2 separate regions of the Gossypium hirsutum genome follow, and region 2 is linked to region 1. The links are chromatin contacts, called in public Hi-C maps. All regions are on one chromosome and are shown on one strand. Each heading gives the region's core, a stretch centred on a gene start, on an enhancer-like site or on the middle of the called end of the contact. The rest is flanking DNA. Distances are from core to core; before and after follow the strand shown.

What was found. Hi-C and Micro-C count contacts between places; a contact is called where the count stands out from the background.
Region 2: a Hi-C map of petal shows a contact between it and region 1, with 5 times the contacts expected there. The contact joins the enhancer-like site here to the promoter of LOC107895284 in region 1. A contact is called at or near these places in 9 of 34 Hi-C or Micro-C datasets (anther, callus, hypocotyl and 3 more).

Annotation. Positions count from the first base shown.
Region 1 is chrA13:96,250,828-96,253,877 of Gossypium_hirsutum_v2.1, reverse strand. LOC107895284 (uridine 5'-monophosphate synthase) reads right to left here and starts at 1,589. Exons shown (of 6, transcript XM_016820579.2): 1 at 1-1,589. The coding sequence starts at 700.
Region 2 is chrA13:96,356,822-96,359,871 of Gossypium_hirsutum_v2.1, reverse strand. No RefSeq gene overlaps it. Among protein-coding and RNA genes, the nearest start is that of LOC107895282, 3.7 kb to the right of the region's middle. Within about 2 kb of position 1,596, at least 2 of the 9 cell types and tissues checked have an H3K27ac peak or open chromatin away from gene starts, as enhancers often do.

The DNA.
Region 1 (3,050 bases), core at 340-2,839:
CTCTCAAAACCTTAACCATCTGTGTTAAAGTAAACAGAGCATGAAGCTTAATCCCATTCTCCTCCAACGTCTGCCTTCCGCCTTGTTCTCTATCTATAACCACCACGGCGTCCGTCACCTTGATTCCCAACGCCCGTAACGGCGCAGCGGTTTCAAGAACAGATGCTCCAGATGTTACGAGGTCTTCAACTATCAAACAAACTTGGCCCTTTTCGTAAACGCCTTCGATGGACTTTGCGGTACCGTAATCCTTCACTTCTTTGCGGCGCATGAGCATGGAGATGGAGGTGTCGAGGGAGATGGAGGTGGCGATCGGGAGGGCGGTGTAAGGAACGCCACAGATGAGGTTAAAGGGTGTTTGGGGAGGGAGGGAAGAGAGGAGGGATTGGGAGATTTGGCGGAGGAGGGAAGGGTAGGAGATGATTAGGCGGAGGTCTATGTAGATAGGGGAAGAGATGCCGGATTTTAGCCTGAAGTTGCCGAATTTAACGGCGGAGATTTCGTGGAGTTGGAGGATGAGAGACTCTACTGATGACATTGTTGTTGCGGCGGCAACTGGTAGTGCTGATGGTGCAGGTGAGTGGAGAAGTGGTAGTGGGAAAGGGAGAGTGCTCTGATGCTTAATAAAAAAGTAAAGCCAGTTGACATACGTCTTCGTGTGGGTCGGGCTAAGTCGGATGATTACGTAAAAAAAAATCATAATTTTTGTTAAAATTTATAATCCAATTCAAATTACTCCAATGTACCCAAAAAGTAAGTGGAATATTTTTTTCAAAAAATTCATTAAGTAGTCTCCATTTTGAAAACCCAATTTCTTTTTCCCATCATTTTAGCCACTTCTGTCACTATCTGTTTTGATTTTAATCACTCTATTATATTTCTGTTAATAGAAGTTCAAGCTGCCATTTTTATAATTAACAAATAATTTTTATAATAGGAGAGGTGGTAATGATGTGAAGGTATGGTGAGAAATGGTGGTGATATTTGAGGCAAATGGTGGTTCCGCTTACAACTGATCACTCAATTTCGAAAGTCTACTAAAACAATAAAAGGTTTTGGACAACATGCGATATCCGAAAAATAAGTTTGGGTAAAATTTAAAATTTATTTTTTATATGGGCTGAGCTTTAGACAAGATTTTTGCTCGAGACTAACCGGTCCCAAATATATTATGTTCTAAAAAATACTATATTAATTATATATGTTAAATAATAATTATATAATTAAATCATTAACTCAATTACAATTAAACCATTACCCAAAATCTAAAAAAAAAAATTACCCAAAATATAAATTTTAAAAAATTATATTTATTACAATAAATATTATTATATTTATTTTTGTTTTTTAATATAATAAAACATTTCTTATATTTATGGTAGTGTTTTTTAATATAGCTACTTTTTAATGTATTTTTAATGTGTTAGAAAAGTTTCATTTTAGCATTTTTAGTGTATTATATTTTTTAAAAATATTTTAAATAAAATAATCTAAAAAAAATATAGGTGGGCCAAGTCGGCCCGAATTTACCTTTCTTAAATTGGACTAGACTTGAGCAAAAAAATAAGCTCATTTTTTGGGTTGGATCAATCCCGAACTTGAAAAATTAGTCTAAATTCTTTACAGGAGCTCAACTTAAACTCGATTAATCCCAGCCCATGAGCACCTCCAATTTAACTAGTGATGGGTTATGTCAATGTGGTGACGGATTGGTGGTTGAAATGATAAGGATGAAGAATATGGAATTTAAAATATTATGTGGAAATTTTATAATTTATTTATTAATTATAAAAATGCCAACTTAGACTTTTGTTAATAGAAATATTAAGCGATTAAAATGAAAAAAAAAAGAGTGCCTAAAATGATAAGAAATTTAAGTGCTTAAAATGAAAATTTATAAAAATTGAGTGATTATTTATATAATTTATCTTAAAAATTTTATATTGATATTTGTATTTTTATTAAAATTAAACAAAATAGTAATTTTAATAAGAAATATTAGTTGATTTGTTTTTTGACTTAGAAAGGTTCAAAACGTAAGACACATGAATCATATGTTTGGCTCTACTCTCATATTTTTGTATTCATTATTATTTAATATATATTTAATTATCATTCATAAATTAAATTTTACATTTAATAAATGATTGCTTTTAATTAGCGTTCATCAATGTATTAAATTTTAATGGATAGAAAAATAATGGACCAAGTCCTAATTTAGTAACAAAGACATGTAAGTAACATTTTTAAAAATTTGTATGTTGGGTTAATGTATTAGACTTACTTAGTGTAAGTAATAACTTTTTTCTTTTGTAAAATAATAAAATGAGATAACTATATTAAGCTAAAATGAACAAAAGCACCAAAAGTCTTGTCTTTCTCAAAAGTGTCAATTAACTCCCTAAGCTTATCTTCAACCACTTGTATACCCACTTTCTCATTAGAAGACATTTTGGCTATAAGACTAGCGACTTGATTACTCTTCCTAGGCAAATGCCTTATCACTCAATGATTTCTGCTCTGTATCACCTGTTGAATTCGCCAAAGCAAAGTTGAATTTGAAGACACAGAGTAACCTTCTTGGATAGCTTTTATCACCTCCAAACAATTTGTTTGAACCAAAGCCCTATCATGCTCCATTTCTTATAACAAGAGGTAACCATCCCAAATGCCCCATAACTTAGAATAAAAAATTGAACAGTCACCCAAAGCATGACTAAAATTGACAATCCAATCCCCAAATTGGTTTTGCAACACACCGCCAGAAAAGGCAGACCTTGTACTTACATTCATCGCACCATTACTATGTAAATAAACAAAGTTACCTAAAAATGATTGACCTTGAATACCAATACGCATACCAGGTGGGCTATTCTTATGTGCAAACAAAAATTTTCGAGCCCAACTTAACGAAACTTTAAAAATCTCAAAAGCATTCCAAGACAAGTCTTGGAATATGAATAAATTTTTATTCTTCCAAAGACGCCACGCAATTAGGAAAAAAATGCAAAGTCAATCAACATCCGTAGAAAGCAAACCCAATGTAAAAG
Region 2 (3,050 bases), core at 347-2,846, 110 kb before region 1:
ATGTGATCAGGGATGGATTTAGTTACGATATATGTAACGAAAGTCGCCTTGGTTCTATGTTAACATAATTAATGGACTAGATTATTCGGAATACCTTTTGGATATGATAGTAAAATTTTTTAGCTGATAAGGTTATATAATGACATGTAATTATAGAGTAATTAGCATATATATGTGTGGTCCAAGTGGGAGATTGTTGGAAAACATGGGTATCACATATATAATAAGAATAATTACATGTTATTATTTATTATCATGATAGGTTAGCATGAATTAAAAGTGATCTAATTTGGTTAAGGTTTATTGGGCTTTAATTATTAAATAAAGTATGGGTCAAATATGTGTAGATACTCTAGTAATTTAGTTCTAATCAATTTCTAATTAATGATGGGCTAATTAAAAATTAGGGTTGATGTGCCAATGTTATATATATTAGAGTTATGGTCCCAAATTACACATAAAGTAACTTTTTAAATATATCATCTTTAGAAAAGAGAGAGCCACATTCTCTAGATTACTTGTGTGCTAATTTGGAAGATCAAAACCCAAGATTCGTAGACTAAAAGAAATCGATGAATTCAAGTATGTTTCCGCATTTAATTTTGTTCTTAATTTATTCTTGATTATTTGACATGATACATCCTGATTTATAATTTTAATTTTATATTTTAATTTTATTCTTGATTTATTCTTAATAATTTGATATGATACATCCTAATTTATAGTTCTAATTTTATATTAAATATTATTTACGGTTCTAGCAGTCTCTATCGAAAGTTTGGGATTTGCTTCGGATGAACATATATTGGTCTTTGGATAATGGTGGAATGGTGAAATTTTGGTATTATGTTTGGGTGCCTGATGTGGGACCTCTGTGAAATCAGGTTGCGTTTAAACATGTTTGTGATAACCAAGTGTTCAGGATATGGTGAATGTTGATGGTAACTGGAATTGGGGTTCTTTTGCACATCTTTTGGATAATTTGGTGCTTCTTAAAATTGCATTGATTCCCCACCAAAAGTTTGGGTTCGGACAGTGTATTTTTGGTAAGTTTACGGTTTGAGTAGCTTACAAGAGCCTGGTTGTTGAATCTTTTGAACCAAAAGATACTTCTTGGGGTCTAATTTGGAAGCTAGCAGCTCCACAACGAGTTAGTCAATTCTTGTGTCTCGTTCTAAGTGATCGTCTTCTTGTTAATTTTAAGAGAAGTCGAAGGGGACTCGTTGATGCTGCTACTTGCGCAATCTATGGTAATGCTGACGAAACAACCATTCATTCGCTGAGAGATTGTTATTGTGCACGCGCTATATGGGGACGTTCCGTCCCTTCAAGAATGCAAGGAATATTCTTTGGAATGGATCTTCGACCGTGAATTTTGATTTCTGTAGTATTCAGTGGGGAACATTGTTTGGTATTGATTGCTGGCGTATTTGGAAACAAAGTAATGCTGTAATTTCTAGAGAGGAACATTGCGATGTTGATAGCACTATCGCAAGATGTTGGGGCTGAGCGTTGGCAGTTACTAAATGTGATGCTGAAGTCAAAATACGAAGTTCTGTGCCTATAAAGAGGATATATGAAAGCTACCAACATCATGTTATATTAAAATCAACTCCGATTGAGCGATAATTGTTGATGGCTCAAGAGCAGCAGCGGGTGGAGTTCTAAAGGATGCATATGAAAATTGGATTGTTGGCTTTCGGCGTCAGATAGGAGTAGCGTCTGTTATGGACGCCGAACTGTGGGGAATCTTTCATGGACTTTCAATTGCTTGGGATCAAGACTTAAAGAAAGTTTAGGTGGAGTGCGATAGTTCCATAGCAATTGAGGTCTTCAATAATGGAGCTCATGTTTCAAATTCTATTGCGTAGCTTCGAAACATTAATGAGCTTGTTTGTCGGTGCTGGTAGGTGTGGATATCACATATTTCTCGGTCATCAAATATAGTTGCGGATATTATAGCAAAGAAGGCTATTGGCATGGATTTGCAGCTGCAGATATTTAAGACCTTGTGCCTGTTATCTAGTTTCAACTTATTAAGGATTCTAAAGACCATAGCTAAAAATTAAAAAATTTCCTCTCATTTTCATTCATCTTATCACTATAATTTGGAAGTTTTGATACGGTGATACAACAAAGAGAAGGTACAAAGGAGAGAGTGGTGATAGCCAATTCATCTAGACAAAGTGGAGAGTTGAAGGTTACAAATTGTAAATGTGAGGAGAGTCTTAAGATTGAGAGTTGAGGATAAGTTGACAAAATTTAGGTTTAGTATTATTGGAGAGTCGTTCCTTTCTTCATTATTTATAGGGTATTTAATGGTAAGATTCCCGTATAAGATGGTGTTAACGTGTTGGCCTTGCATTCTAGCCATCATTATAGTATGCATGGGATGTGTGTCTTCGATGGGATGAAGATGTTTATGATGGGACAGATTCTATATTTGTTCTGACTTGATAGTATAAGGTAGTTGAGCCACGTGTGGTGCTTAATGACCAGCAACTTCATGTTCCCAATAAAAGCTCAATTGCCTAGATGTTTGTTGGTACGCGCTTGTCCAGATGGTCATTTTGAGTGGGAAGTTTAAGGGGGACTTTCCGATTTTTCGATAATTGGCTTATTGTTTGTGATGTTCTTCTGGTTTGCCATGTGTCCTTATGCAAATGAAAATATTGATTTTTATGCATTAGGATAAAAATGATCATCTCTACTATTTTCTTTTCCTTTAATATTTTTTCTACCAAATATACTTGAGATTTATTTTGTTTCTACTTTTCCATTCAACCAAACATATATTTAAAACTTCCTCTTTAATACCTCAAGGGAAAAGATTGAAATTGTGGCAATCACATCCATAATTAATCATATAGAATGGATAATTTGAAGAAAACAAAGTGTTGGGTTATGAACATGCAGATTGGATTCCTCTTTTTCGTTAGCCTTTGGTTCACTGGTAATGGACCTTGAAACAGCCACCACTCTCAGTTCAGTGTTGGCCACAGTTTTCTTGTACGCCGCGGTTCATATCGTGGATCAAATACGTTTCGGTC